4 separate regions of the Mus musculus genome follow, and regions 1, 2 and 4 are each linked to region 3. Evidence: chromatin contacts called from public HiChIP or PLAC-seq and promoter capture Hi-C data. All regions are on one chromosome and are shown on one strand. Each heading gives the region's core, a stretch centred on a gene start, on an enhancer-like site or on the middle of the called end of the contact. The rest is flanking DNA. Distances are from core to core; before and after follow the strand shown.

Region 1 (3,120 bases), core at 52-2,551, 230 kb before region 3:
CTGTGGCCCAGGGGGAATTGGATGCTTGAAACAAAAAACAAGAAGCAGGTGTGTGGGAGAGTCGGACCCTGAAGGAGGTCAAGCCCCTAGAGGCCTCTGCAAAATGTCTTGTCAGCGAACAACTAGGCACACCCAGGGGGCCTCCCCCTTCTCTGAGAAGGGGTTGGGGGAGGGGCTGTGAGGGCTGCAACTGGGATATAAAGTGAGTAAATTAATTTATCGATTAATTAAAAAAAAGTCTTGTCACACATACCCTAACAGCCAAATACACACAGACACGAGATACAGTGTCACACACATACTGCACGGGTGCCTCTGTCCTCAGTCAGGCAGGGAAACCTGCTGGCTGGACACCTTGCTGGGACAGACACACCCCTCCAGCCCTGACCTCGGTCAGAAAGCCCTCTGGGACAGCAGATATGACAGTATGGGCAGCAAGCCCTAGGGAAGGGACACATTTTCTCTGGGCACAATGAGAGAACCTAGGCAGACCAGGAGGGAAACCGAGGTCTGGCAAAGGGTGACATGGCAGAGAACAAAAGCAGCTCCCCTCCTTGTCCGCTGCTGGGTCTAGGGGAGCAGGTCACAAGGAGGTAAGGTCTGCAAGCATCTGGGGCCTTTGTGGGGCACAGGGACCAGAGGACTTGACAGATCCTGGGAGTACAGGGCAGGGTAAGTCAGCTCCGGACAGAGCTCAGGCAAGCACCTGACCATCAGGGCTTCCCCTACAAGTCTCCTGACTTAAGCCAGAACCTGGCATCACCAGGAGGTCCTGGGTTGATACAAGAAGGCCGTAAGCCTCATTCGAAAGGTTGAGGACTTCTCACTGTTGAGGCAAATTGGGAGGTCTCCAGTCAGGCCTGAGGTCCCAGCCTGGAAACCTAGCTTCTGCCTTCACCCTAAGTTCAGACAATCGGGGACGAAAAAGTGTTGAGGAGACTGCAAAGACCTAGGACAGGGTCACCCTTCGTAGGGGACTAGACTCTGGGCAGCAGATGCCAAGGCCCAGCACCAGGGAGGGCAGCTGGGGAAATGCGAGCAGCAAAAGGTCTTTGAGGGTCTGGAATTCTCCGCACACCCTGCTCCTCCCCCTCTGCCTTCTCCCATCCCACCCCCCTGTGCTGCTGCCCTCTGAGCAGGGGAGGCACCGCTGGCCCGCTGGCCCGCAGTGCTGCTGTGTTGTGAGGGAACTGGGAGGGGCTCGGGCTGGGCCCCCTCGGCTGAGCCCCGCGCAGGCAGGCCCCGCCCCGGCTCGCACATCTGGGCGGCGAGTGCGGCCATCCGGCCTGGGGGAGGGTGCAGAGACGGGCCTGGTGCACGTTGAGGTCCACTGTAAGCTCCGCTGCGGGACTCTGAGCTAGCACCCAGGCGACAAGACCCGGAGGAGCTGTCCGAGGGGCGGAGGTGAGCTGGGGAAGGACCTCTGGGCTTCCCAGAGAGTTGCAGAGGCTGCCCTGGGGAACTGTGAGCCCACTGGCTGGGTGGGGGCAGATCTGCAAGCTCCTCGAGGAGGCGAGGAGGCGGGCCCGCTGGCCTGGACAGGGGGAGGCAACTGAGCTCTGGCTCCTACCTGGGGCTATGGAACCCCACTGGAGTTTTAGTCTGGAGAAACCGCTGCAGGGGAGGTGGGGTGGAGCCTGGCAGGAGAGTCGTTGTGGACTAGGGCCTGCTCACTTAACCAGTTGTGGGGACCTGCTGCCTAGGCCAGAAGTGAGACAAGGGGTTGGATGTATTTGTGTCAAGAATTGCCTCAGGAGACGCCAGTCACTGAGACCCAGGGATGTGGGAGAGCGTCAGGGTGATCAGGATGTCAATATTCCAGAGACCTCAGGTTTCTCTCAAAAGGTGGGAATCCAAGTTGGGTGGGGTCTGAGCTTCTATAAGGTTAGAGGAGTTATCTGTGGAGTAAGTCTGTCGATGGAGGAAAGAGAAGAAAGGAACACTTATGCAGACTTCTGGAGCCATGGAGAGTGAAAAATTTCGTTGGAGAGAGCGGTCATGGATGAATGGGCATTAGGTGTTGGTGGAACAGAGATTGTGAACTAGTTATTGCCCTGATGATGGATGATTAGGTTACCCAGAGGGGTGGTGCAGGCATAAGGAGCAAAGCTGAGGCAGAGAGGGACCACCCATGGCCATTCCCATCACCCATAGCCATCACAGGAGGGAGTGGCCGCCTCACTCCACAGCCTTTTCCTGGTCCCCTCTCCTTGAAGTCATCTCCTCATAGGGTGGGGCAGCCTTTTGGGTGCCAGTTCTGATCTGATCCTGTGGCCCCAGTTGACCGTAGCCTGCTGACAGTCCTGTTGCAATAAAGGGCTGGCAGGGTGCTAGGCTGAGAGGCAGGGTCCCCGAGAAGAATGTTAAGATCTGAGTGGGTTCTTTGTTCTCATGAGCATCATGTAGAAACAGGAAGCCCAGCAAGACACACCTGCAGATTTCTGGAGATCACAGGAACGCATCCTAATCACCCCACGCAACAAGAGACCCTTGGAGAACTGTGTCCATAGGGCAAAAGAATTCTAGGCTACTGTGAGATCTGGAGAAGTCTCTGAGTTCCCACTTGGCCACACCCAGTCCTGGTCTTCAATGACTGACAGACCTTGTCTGTCAGACAGCACTCAGGGATGTAGGTCAGGGTGAATCTGAAGAGTCAGAGTCATGAGGCCAAGAGTTAAGAGCTGCCCATAGGCAGGGCTAAATGGGTCTGGGTCTGGATTTGGCATGCAGTTTTTTTCACTGGGAAATGGGGTGACTTTCTGTAAACCAACTTATTCTACTCAGTGACTCTCAAACTCAGATGTTGGCACTGTGAAATTAGAAAGTCCCCGGGATGGGGGTCTGCCTCCATCTGCTTCCAACTCTGTACACTGGCCTAGCTGTTGGGAGCTAAGTTGTCCCAAGCCCTCAGTCAGCATTCTCCTCGAGTGTTTTTGAGTGCATATGCATGGTGCAGTGAGAAGGTCTTGAAGATACACGGGGCACATGTGTATCTTGCACAGCAGGTCCTTTACCACCACCTCTTAGGGACCTGTGGAAACTCTGTCACAATGTGTTTCAGTTCCTAACTCTGTCAAAAAGAACTCAGGGTATGTACAATAAAATTCCCAGTAAGACCCA
Region 2 (3,092 bases), core at 342-2,841, 180 kb after region 3:
AACTAGTCAGCATAATTCTGTCATGAGCCAAGCCATACCAGCAGGCTCGTCTGGAGGAGAAGGGCTGTGCCCACTGACCAGGATAAAGCAGAGGAGCACACCACACAGACCATACAGTGCCGCCTACGCCATCTTTCCACAGACAAAGCAGGGCTTTCCCTCCCACCGCTCACAGTCCAGTCCAACTTCATCTTCTTCGTCTGAGCATGTGGCACCACCATTCTTTGGCTTCAGAACACTCAGGTCACTATCCACTCCCTATCATCTGCTTTCCCATAGGCGAGTCTCATCGACTCCTCTTACGCATTCTGAATCGCATCCTTTGAGATACCCCACTGTACCTGCATCTCTGCCTTGAGTGGCGGAGGCAGCCTCCCAGGTGGTGTTCCTCTATAACCTCCTCCACAGGGCCAATGCAGCCTCCTTGGTTTCCAGGGACAGCCCTCACACTGGAGAAGCAAGGCGTTGCTCTCAGTCATCCTGTGAGAAGTTCTAAGGTCCCCCTGCTTCCTCTCTGTCTTCCCCTAGGACCTGGCTGCTCTTTTTTGTCAGGGTTCTAATCAGATACTTTTCTGGGCATACTGTCCTTTTCCACAGTTACCCCGTCTACCCCATTCTGTGCCCCCTTTCTTCACGGCCTTTCTTTCCTCCCCTTTGCTACTTGGTGTTTATGCAGATGCCTGTCCTTCCATCTCATGACTATGGAAGTTCCCTGTTCACTGCTACGTATCCGGTGCATCCAAAATAGTACCCAGTGTAGAGACAGGTTAATGGAAAAGGTTTACAGAATGGTAAGGGAAGGAAGACACCATGCAAGGGTGTGAGCCTGGAGACGCGCCCTTAGTGTTGGTGGCAGCCCTCTTGGGTCTCCCTTTAGGTTCCTGACACTCCTCTCCTGCCCACAACTCTATTTTTCTTTGCTGTCTTCTGCCTCATAGACACATAAAATCTAAGTAAGTCACTTCTCACCCATACAGACAGCTCTCTAGCCTCCTGTGGGAATTCCCTCGGGACACAAGGTTGACCCCTACTCTGCTTTGGTGACCTGTAATCCCCACCCTCTAAGGCAGGGACCTTTATCCCGACTTTCCAGCTGCCTGTTTGCTTCTGTCATTGCTCTTTGCTCCTCTTCACAGGGAAGTGTCACATGCTGCTGTCTGCGCTGGTACTGTCTCAGTTCCACCGTGCTCACACCAGCAGTTAGTGGTGGAGATTTTTCCAACTGCAAAGATACACAAGGGTCAAATGGGTTCTCCTTCTCACAAGGCAGGCCTGGAGAGGCAGAAGTTCTCTGGAAGAAAGGACAAGCCACGAACCATGACCATGACCTCTAGCACCACCTTCTGGCCATATGGGAACACAGCACTTGCTGCATTGAGAGGATTTGTATTCTCTGAGCTTTTCTGAATTCCTGAGAATGAACCAAGCAAGCGGTCACTGGACCCCGTTTAATAAACACTGAACAATGAATAATATCAGAAGTGTGATTTCAATTTACTCTTCAATCTGGTGTCAGAGCCCCCCACACGGTGTGGCTCTGGGTTGATGGAAGTGACACAGCTGTGAGGAACAGCATTGCGTTTACTTATTGTGGCCGGTTAGATCTGGCTACACCATGGGGATAACACGAGCCTTTCATACATAACTTATATAAAAACTAAACGTATTTACTGGAATGTAGTTGTTTGTGTGTTAGTTATTTTCTGTTGCTGGGATAAAACACCATGACCAACAGCAACTTACAGGAGGGTTTATTTTGGCTTATAGACCCATGGGGACGAGCTCATCACCACCTCATCGAGGAGGTGTGGCAGCAGCAGGCAAGCTGCTGGAGAAGGGAGCTGATGTGCACATCTTCAACCACAAGCAGAAGTGGAGAGGGAACTGGAACCGCTCAGAGCTGCCTGAAGTGACGTACATCCTCCAGCAGGGTGCAGCATCCTGACCTCCCCAAACAGCACCACCACCTGGGGCCCCAGTTCGGACATCTGAGCATCCGGGGCGGGGGAATCTTTCTGGAATAAGCACTCTGACACCAGTGAGTGGAAGAGATGAGCCGCCACTGATGGACCAAAGCCAGGACAAATCCTGAAAGGTTTTGATGCCAGGCTCAGTTTGCGTTCTCATTTTATATTCTAAAATACAAGTCAGACTGGCAAGCAAGCAAGCTTTTACAGAAGGGTTTGGGGCAACGGCTCATCATCTCAGCTTTTCCTCCAGGTCACTCTGTTCCAGGTAACAGGTGAAGCCATGCTTGGCAGACACACAGTACATGCAGTGCTCTAAGAAAGCCATCAGATAAATCAATATCTAATAACTGGTAAGATTAATGACTGAGAGAGGCACAAAAAACACTTTTGTTTCTTGAAGTTCAAAACTTTAAAGAACAACATGCATGATCTGTGTATTGTATGTGCGGTTTGTAGTGGTTTTGAAGTAGAGTCATGTAGAAAAGACTAATTATTAGACATTGATTTGCCAAACTCGACTTTACTAGTTACCTAAAACAGTGACCTGGAGGAATCGCCGAGACTGTGAGCCGTTGCCCTTAACAGCCTGCTGACTGCCAGGAACACTTTTGTAAGGTTAATGCGTTTGGCAGCTTTCCGCTACTGTGGCAGAATACCTGAGAAAATTGGCTCATAAAGTGGAAAGGTTCACTCTGACTTCCAGTCCAGGGTGTTTCAGTTAAGGGCCCTGCAGATGCACTGCTTTGGGCCTCTGGTGAGACATATGACAGGATGTGTTTGGAGAGAGAGAGAGAAGGAAGAAGAGTGACAGGGAGGGAGGGAGGTGGAGAGGGAGGGAAAGAGGGAAAGAGAGAGAGAGGGAAGATGCAAAAGGGAGACTGAGGGAGGGAAGGAGGGGAGAGAGGGGGTGAGGGGCAAGGAGTGAGGGAGGGAGAGTGAGGCAAAAGGAAGGGTGAGAGGGAGGGAGGAGGGGAGAGAGGGACCTGGGGGGGGCACATACAAGGAAGGAGGGAGAGACTGTGTGATCTCTCATATTCTTGGGGAACATTTTTAGATCCAAAGAGCTGCCACCCTCAAGACACTTGACATATTAGTTTGAACTTTGATAATTTCTTTAAAAAA
Region 3 (2,881 bases), core at 112-2,611:
TTCCTAGCCTCTTTGGGGACGGAGAAGGGGGGAACCAGGAGCAGGGGCGAGGGGGAATGAAGACAAACAATGGAGGAAAAAAGGGGTGCTTTCTGATAAGTCATGTAAGATGATCTGTTCAGCTAGGCTGCACAACCAAACACACAAAAATTCAGATCAAAGCTAGGGTGCATACCACGGTAATATTTAGGTAATATCCTTTGCCAAAGCATTAAGGGGTGCGGGGCGGGGGCGGGGAGGGCGACGACCGGACTGACAAGAAGGTGGAAAGAACCTGCTAGACCACCTCTTATTAGAGCAGAAAGGCAAGAAACATAATCTGTCTGTATGGAAGAGTGGGGAAAGCAGTGCCCTAGATATATTGGGAGTATTCCTATAGATAGGTACACAAGCACAAAGACCTATTATCATGAACTAAGCCCAGAAAACAATGTTCAGGATGCCGGCGTACCGCCGCTACGTAAATAGATCACCATTAATCGTAAAAGAAAGTGTTCTAAATATACAGAGACATAAGAATGCAGACTCACACTTTCAATGAACAGACCCACTGGTTTTACAATGAGAAACAACGAAACACCAAAAGACCTGTTATCTGAAATAACACCAGAGACGAAGGGGTAAAGATGAAGTTATCTTTACACCTCTTTTCCTTCTGCCCTTTACGACGATCTCAGACGGTCTCATTTCACAGGACACACACCACTAAGGTCTCCGGAAACAAAGCAGGGTCACTAATTCTCTGGCCTGTGGGTGCACGCACGCCCCCCACCCACAAATGATGAGGCCGCCATATGACTTTCATTAATAAATAAGCCAACCAGAGAGGTCTCAGTGTGCCTTGCACGGTGTGACAACCAGGCACGAGACAAGCACCACAAAAGAAGGAGTGGCTCGGGACCAGAAAACCACTGCCACACCGCACCCCCCGAGACCAGCGTCGGTCCCCACCACCGACGCAGAGGCAGCGGCTCCTCCATCCTCCGCCCATCCCGCCTCCCCCGCCCGGGCCCAGCCCGAGGTGACCTCCGGGTGACAGCCCGCGCCGCCCTTTGTGCCTGTATGTGGGGACTAACCCACGGACCCCGGTCTCGGAGGGGGTGCGAGGCCGGCGCGCTGCCCTCAGCATCCCAGAGCCGGACCTGCGGAGCCTGCGCTTCAGCCTCAGCCGCGCGGCGCTCAGGCCCAGCCCTCCCCTCACTCACCCGGGCGACGGGCAGCGGGCGTGCGGGCGGCGGCGCCCGGAGTCAGCTTCTTGCGGTGAACTGCTAGAGCCGCGTCCGTGAGTCCGAGCCGCTGAGCTGGCGGTAGCGACTGCTTAGCTGCGGCCCCGGCGAGGGGCGGGCCCGGCGGGGGAGGGGCGGCGCCGCGCCTCTCATTCATGCCGCGGGGGCGGGGTGTGGGACCCGGATGCCCGGGCAAGTCCCGCCTCCTCACTGAGGGCGCGCGGCTTCATTGTCGGCAAGTGCGCAGGCGCGGCGTCCCTTCCGCTGGGCTACTGGCTGCTCTAGAGGATTGATTCGTGATGCCCAGCTATAAGGTTCATATCTTCTCCGCTGTGTAGTGTTTTCCGTGTATGTGGACGTTCGTAAGAGTTAAAAAAGTAAAGCTTCGCTTCTCGTAGCATCCGGCCCAAGAGTCCTCAAAGGTGAGGTACCCCTAGTTAGATCTTCCACCTGCTGCGCCTGTACAGACAGTGGAAGGAAATATATTTAAGAAACAGTGTGTCCTTTATTTAATTACATCTACTCATTACTCTCGACCCCCAGCTCCTATTCTACACTACAGACAAACTGACTCAGGATTTGGGAGCACTGAGCCCTTGCCTAAATTCTAGCAGGTCAGCGAAAGCATGCAGGAGTTCTCATAGCTACCACTGCTAAAACGGATTAGCAGAGGGTGTGGGTACCGCACCTCAGGCCTCCCTCCCTTAACTTCCCATTTCCCTGGGAGGTATTTCCCCCCCCCCCCCCGCCCCCAATCCTTCTATAAACCATAACTAGTTTGTGACTTTAAATTCATCATGGAAAATGCCCACCAGCCCATTCCTCCAGCTTTAGTAAACCATACATTTCCTAGGAAAGGGGAAGTAAGAAGGACTCAGAATGTTTAATCACAGACCCTCGACCCAACTTCCTCTCTCTCCAAATCAGGCCAACACCTGTGAGCTATTTCCCTTCTCTCCTCCCCACCTCTCCCCTGCCCTCCTCTTCCCTCCTCTCCCCCTCCTTCCCCCGCCCCCCTTCTACCTCTGCTCTCAGGATCCCTGCTGTGTTGTTGCCAGCTTAAAAGTCCTACCTAATTCTGTCACCTTGGCACATAGGCTAAGGCAGATCAGTACCGACATTAGGGTACAAAGCTTTCATATTCTTGGTCTCTTGTTCAAGGAATTGAAATAAAAGCTCTCACCGATGTGTAAAAGTAGCAAGAAAATTTAGTTGAAGCAAAGCAAGGGGGGGGGGGGGAGCAGCAAAGCAAAATAAAAAAAAAAAGAAAGAAAGAAATATTCAGGACACACTACAACGGAGCTGCAGGCCACGTGAGTGAAGATACTCAAGGGCTTGGATTACTATCTCAGGCTTTCTTTTACTGCATTCAAGAGAAGTGTCGCACAAACTAGAGTTGTCCGGGGAGAGGTTACCCCAGTTGAAGAATTACCTCCTTCAGGCTGGACTGAAGGCACCTCTGTGGGGCATATGCTTGATTAATGATTGATGTGGGAGGACCCACCCCTTGTAAGCATATCACCTGCCACCGACTGTAAACCTATACACACCAGGAATCTCCTTTGGAAAATATGTCAGTGGTTGTACTGGCTAGAGCTTTATGTCATATCCACACAGCTAGTGCTATCTGGGAAGAGAAGCCTCAATCGAGAAGA
Region 4 (2,919 bases), core at 80-2,579, 210 kb after region 3:
AACTTGAGCAGCCTTACGGAGAGCGAGCTGCGCAAGGTGTGCCCCTTGCTACTCTGTGTCCCTGGATTTCCTTTGGCGCTAGTGGCTGCGCCGCGACAGTGGATCCTCAGAACCACCTCAGAGGCCTTGCCCGGCTCCCTCTTGATGCCCGCCTCGAGGCTGCGCGTGGTGCTGCGCGCGACCACATACACGCGGCAGTACATGACCACGATCACTGCCATGGGGAGGTAGAAGGAGCATACGGAAGAGAAGATCGCATAGCCCACCTCCTCGGTGATGCCGCAGAAACGCTCATCCGGGGGCACTGGTTCCTTCCAACCTAGTAGCGGTCCCACAGATACCACCAAGGCCACCGCCCAGAGCAGAGCCAGAATGGCAGCGGCCTTGCGTTCTGTCATAATGGCTGGATACTTGAGCGAGTGGCGCACACCCACGTACCGGTCCACAGAGATGGTGCAGAGGCTAAGGATGGAGGCAGTGCAGCATAGCACGTCCACCGCGGCCCATACGTCGCAGAAGGTCCGGCCGAAGGCCCAGAAGCCTAGAACCTCCATAGTGGCTGAGAAGGGCAACACAGCTGCACTCAGTAGCAGGTCAGCCACTGCTAGGTTCACGATGAAATAGTTGGTGACCGTCTGCAAGTGGCGGTTGCAGGCCACGGAGAGGATGACGAGAAGGTTGCCCGCCACAGCGGTGAGGATGAAGGCGGCTAGGAAGACACCCACTCCCACGCCCTGAGCACTCACCACTAGCCCCCCGACGGCCGCCGAGCCATTCACCTCGCCGCTTGCCGCGGCCCCCGCTTCTGCCGTGGAGCTCTGGTTGTCCTCGCCGCTGCCGGTTCCCACCACAGCGCTACCGCCTGTGGCACCCGGCACGCCGCCCACCGCCGGACCCTCGGGGCCAACCGTGCCAGCTCCGCCGCCCGCGCCGGAGCCCCCAGTGCTACTGCTCGCCCGGGGTCCTTCGAAAGTGACGCTCAGGATGTCGCGGAAAGTCATCTCACGGCGCAGCCGTCGGGGCCCGAGCCCAGGCACAGGGCGAGCAAGTGGCGGGGAGGGAGCCCGCGGGCATCGCCGCAGCGCCCGAGCCAGCCCCGCGCGCCGGTCCCGTCGGTCCTGCCCAAGTTCCCGCGGCAGAGGGGCCGCAGGGGAGCGGTGCTGCAGGGAGAGCGGGGCGGAGGTCACCAGGCCGTGAAGGTCCCAACGGGAACGGGCTCTGGCGGTGGCTGCAGAGTCACAAGAAAACAAGGGCCGGGGCCGGCTCCCTGCTCCCTGCTCCCCTCTCCAAGCGTGTCCTGGCGAGCGGTGGCTCCTCCGGGAGCGTCAGTGCAGGCGGCGGCCTCTGCAGCGCAGGGGACTCTGCGCGGGGGCGGGACGGAGGAGGGGCGGCGGGGAGGGAGGAGGGGGCGGCCGGCGCGAGCCAGCGAAGGGGCTCCGCGCGTCCAGCGGCTGCGGGGGTCCTCGCCGGTGCTCACGACCGTCCTCTGCCCTAGCTGTCCCCTTATCCTCCTTTCCTCAGCTCTCCTGCACCCCGGCTTTTGCCCCAGCGCTCCTCGCTGCCTCCCTTCCTCTCTCTGGACTTGCGGTCACTCTCTGCTTGCCCTTGCCCTAGCGGAGCATACAAGGTGCGATTCCCCGGGACTCCGGGCTCCCGGCTTCTGCCGCCAGAGAGCAGCAAGAGCCCAGGATCTGTGGGTTCAGGGCTGGATGATTTAAAAAAAACGCTGCCACTTGAGAACGTCTGGATGCGGTTTGATGCCCCTCCTCTTTTTTCTAGGGCAACTGGCCAGCCCAAGATCTCAAAACCCACTATGGTGCGATGGTGGCATTGAGACAGCCCTGAAGGGGTCAAGATGCTTGGGCGCGGGTTGAAGATGGGCGTGACTGGCGTGAGACCAGATGGTGTGGTCACAGCCCTAGGACTTTGCCCGTACTCTGAATAATACCAACTTTGGCCCTGCAACTCTACTCTGCATCAGAAGTCAGAATAAATCTTCCTGTTGCTACTCGAAGTACTCGGGACTCCCTCTGGGCAGAAAAGGTCACGTTCTGGAGGGTGGGAAAGGTTACTGCAGGGTGCTTAACAGGGAGGGAGCAGAGTAGCTTGCCTCCACCATTCAGGCTCCGGCGTCTTGTGCCTCGGTTCCCCACATGTGAAAACGAGAGTAAGATTCACTGTGTTAGCAGCGCCACCAAAGTAGTGCCCATACTTCTCAGAAGAGTGGAGAATAGTGGGGTAAAGCCTGAACACGAAGAACAGAGGGGAGAGGGGACGGGGCTGTGCTAGGAAGCAGGGACGCAAGGGAAAGAGAAGGGAGGGAGGAGGACCAATAGGGAGAGACACAATGCCACTGGACCACCCCAGGCAACTGTACTTACATGGTGCACATAAACTGGCCTCCTCAGGCAACTGTACTTACATGGTGCACATAAACTCATGTAGGCACACACATGATGTGCGCGAGCACACACACACACAAGTGCAGGCACAAATACATCTTCAAAACACTACCTTTCATTCTTCATCATTTCTTCCTTTCCTTGACTTGGCTTATGGAAGCGAGGCCATAGAGATGCGGGAGGATGCTCTGAAAATGTCATGTGCATGTCCTTGGTGCCTGGTTTATTCCTTGTTGCAGATGGTGGGATGGTAGAAGCAATGAAAGCCTCAGTTGTGTTGTGACATGAGCTTTCTTCTTCTCCCATCCTGCAGACCATTCACTGAACTCGATCCACAAGAGCTGAGCCCTTGGCAGGCAAAGTATGACTTATACACACACTGCCTTCCTAAGGCAGATATTCTGATAGGAGCTTGTACCTGGGGAGTGAATACTGGAATTGTCTTACTGTAGGGTCTTCAGCAATTCTTACTGTAGGGTCTTCAGCAACTCTCTGGGACCATTGCCTTCTTTACAGC

The links. Promoter capture Hi-C pulls out the DNA fragments that hold promoters and counts their contacts. HiChIP or PLAC-seq counts read pairs in DNA pulled down with a chosen protein or histone mark.
Region 1: a promoter capture Hi-C map of erythroid cells shows a contact between it and region 3, with 2.2 times the contacts expected there. The contact joins the promoter of Hspa12b here to the promoter of Rnf24 in region 3. A contact is called at or near these places in 2 of 39 promoter capture datasets (erythroid cells and liver), 1 of 115 datasets of contacts at active chromatin or transcription factors (forebrain) and 2 of 9 other capture datasets (adipose tissue and liver).
Region 2: a contact with region 3 is called in an H3K4me3 HiChIP or PLAC-seq map of bone marrow-derived macrophages, with 2.4 times the contacts expected there. The contact joins the enhancer-like site here to the promoter of Rnf24 in region 3. A contact is called at or near these places in 3 of 39 promoter capture datasets (the SN4741 cell line, cancer-associated fibroblasts and embryonic stem cells), 1 of 15 datasets of contacts at CTCF or cohesin (CD8 T cells), 19 of 484 Hi-C or Micro-C datasets (the AML12 cell line, the G1E-ER4 cell line, LSK cells and 12 more), 10 of 115 datasets of contacts at active chromatin or transcription factors (the 230-238 cell line, bone marrow-derived dendritic cells, bone marrow-derived macrophages and 5 more) and 3 of 9 other capture datasets (adipose tissue, embryonic stem cells and liver).
Region 4: a contact with region 3 is called in a promoter capture Hi-C map of embryonic stem cells. The contact joins the promoter of Adra1d here to the promoter of Rnf24 in region 3. A contact is called at or near these places in 6 of 39 promoter capture datasets (the 3T3-L1 cell line, 3T3-L1-derived adipocytes, embryonic stem cells and 3 more) and 2 of 484 Hi-C or Micro-C datasets (both in embryonic stem cells).

The regions. Positions count from the first base shown.
Region 1 is chr2:131,126,111-131,129,230 of GRCm38.p6, forward strand. Hspa12b (heat shock protein 12B) reads left to right here and starts at 1,302. Exons shown (of 13, transcript NM_028306.3): 1 at 1,302-1,404.
Region 2 is chr2:131,528,875-131,531,966 of GRCm38.p6, forward strand. Gm30732 reads left to right here. Exons shown (of 2, transcript XM_017319385.2): 1 at 1-243; 2 at 1,137-1,470. The coding sequence ends at 1,407. Among named protein-coding and RNA genes, the nearest start is that of Gm30732, 4.4 kb to the left of the region's middle. Within about 2 kb of position 1,592, at least 27 of the 459 cell types and tissues checked have an H3K27ac peak or open chromatin away from gene starts, as enhancers often do. A contact at or near this core is called in the STO cell line, adipose tissue and bone marrow-derived macrophages, where this site is marked.
Region 3 is chr2:131,351,531-131,354,411 of GRCm38.p6, forward strand. It overlaps Rnf24 (ring finger protein 24), which reads right to left and starts at 1,362. Exons shown (of 6, transcript NM_178607.4): 1 at 1,206-1,362. It overlaps Gm30590 (a long non-coding RNA gene), which reads left to right and starts at 1,302. Exons shown (of 2, transcript XR_374984.2): 1 at 1,302-1,648.
Region 4 is chr2:131,561,168-131,564,086 of GRCm38.p6, forward strand. Adra1d (adrenergic receptor, alpha 1d) reads right to left here and starts at 1,330. Exons shown (of 2, transcript NM_013460.5): 1 at 1-1,330. The coding sequence starts at 1,001. It overlaps Gm14285 (a long non-coding RNA gene), which reads left to right and starts at 609. Exons shown (of 3, transcript XR_374988.3): 1 at 609-693; 2 at 1,522-1,627; 3 at 1,780-2,919.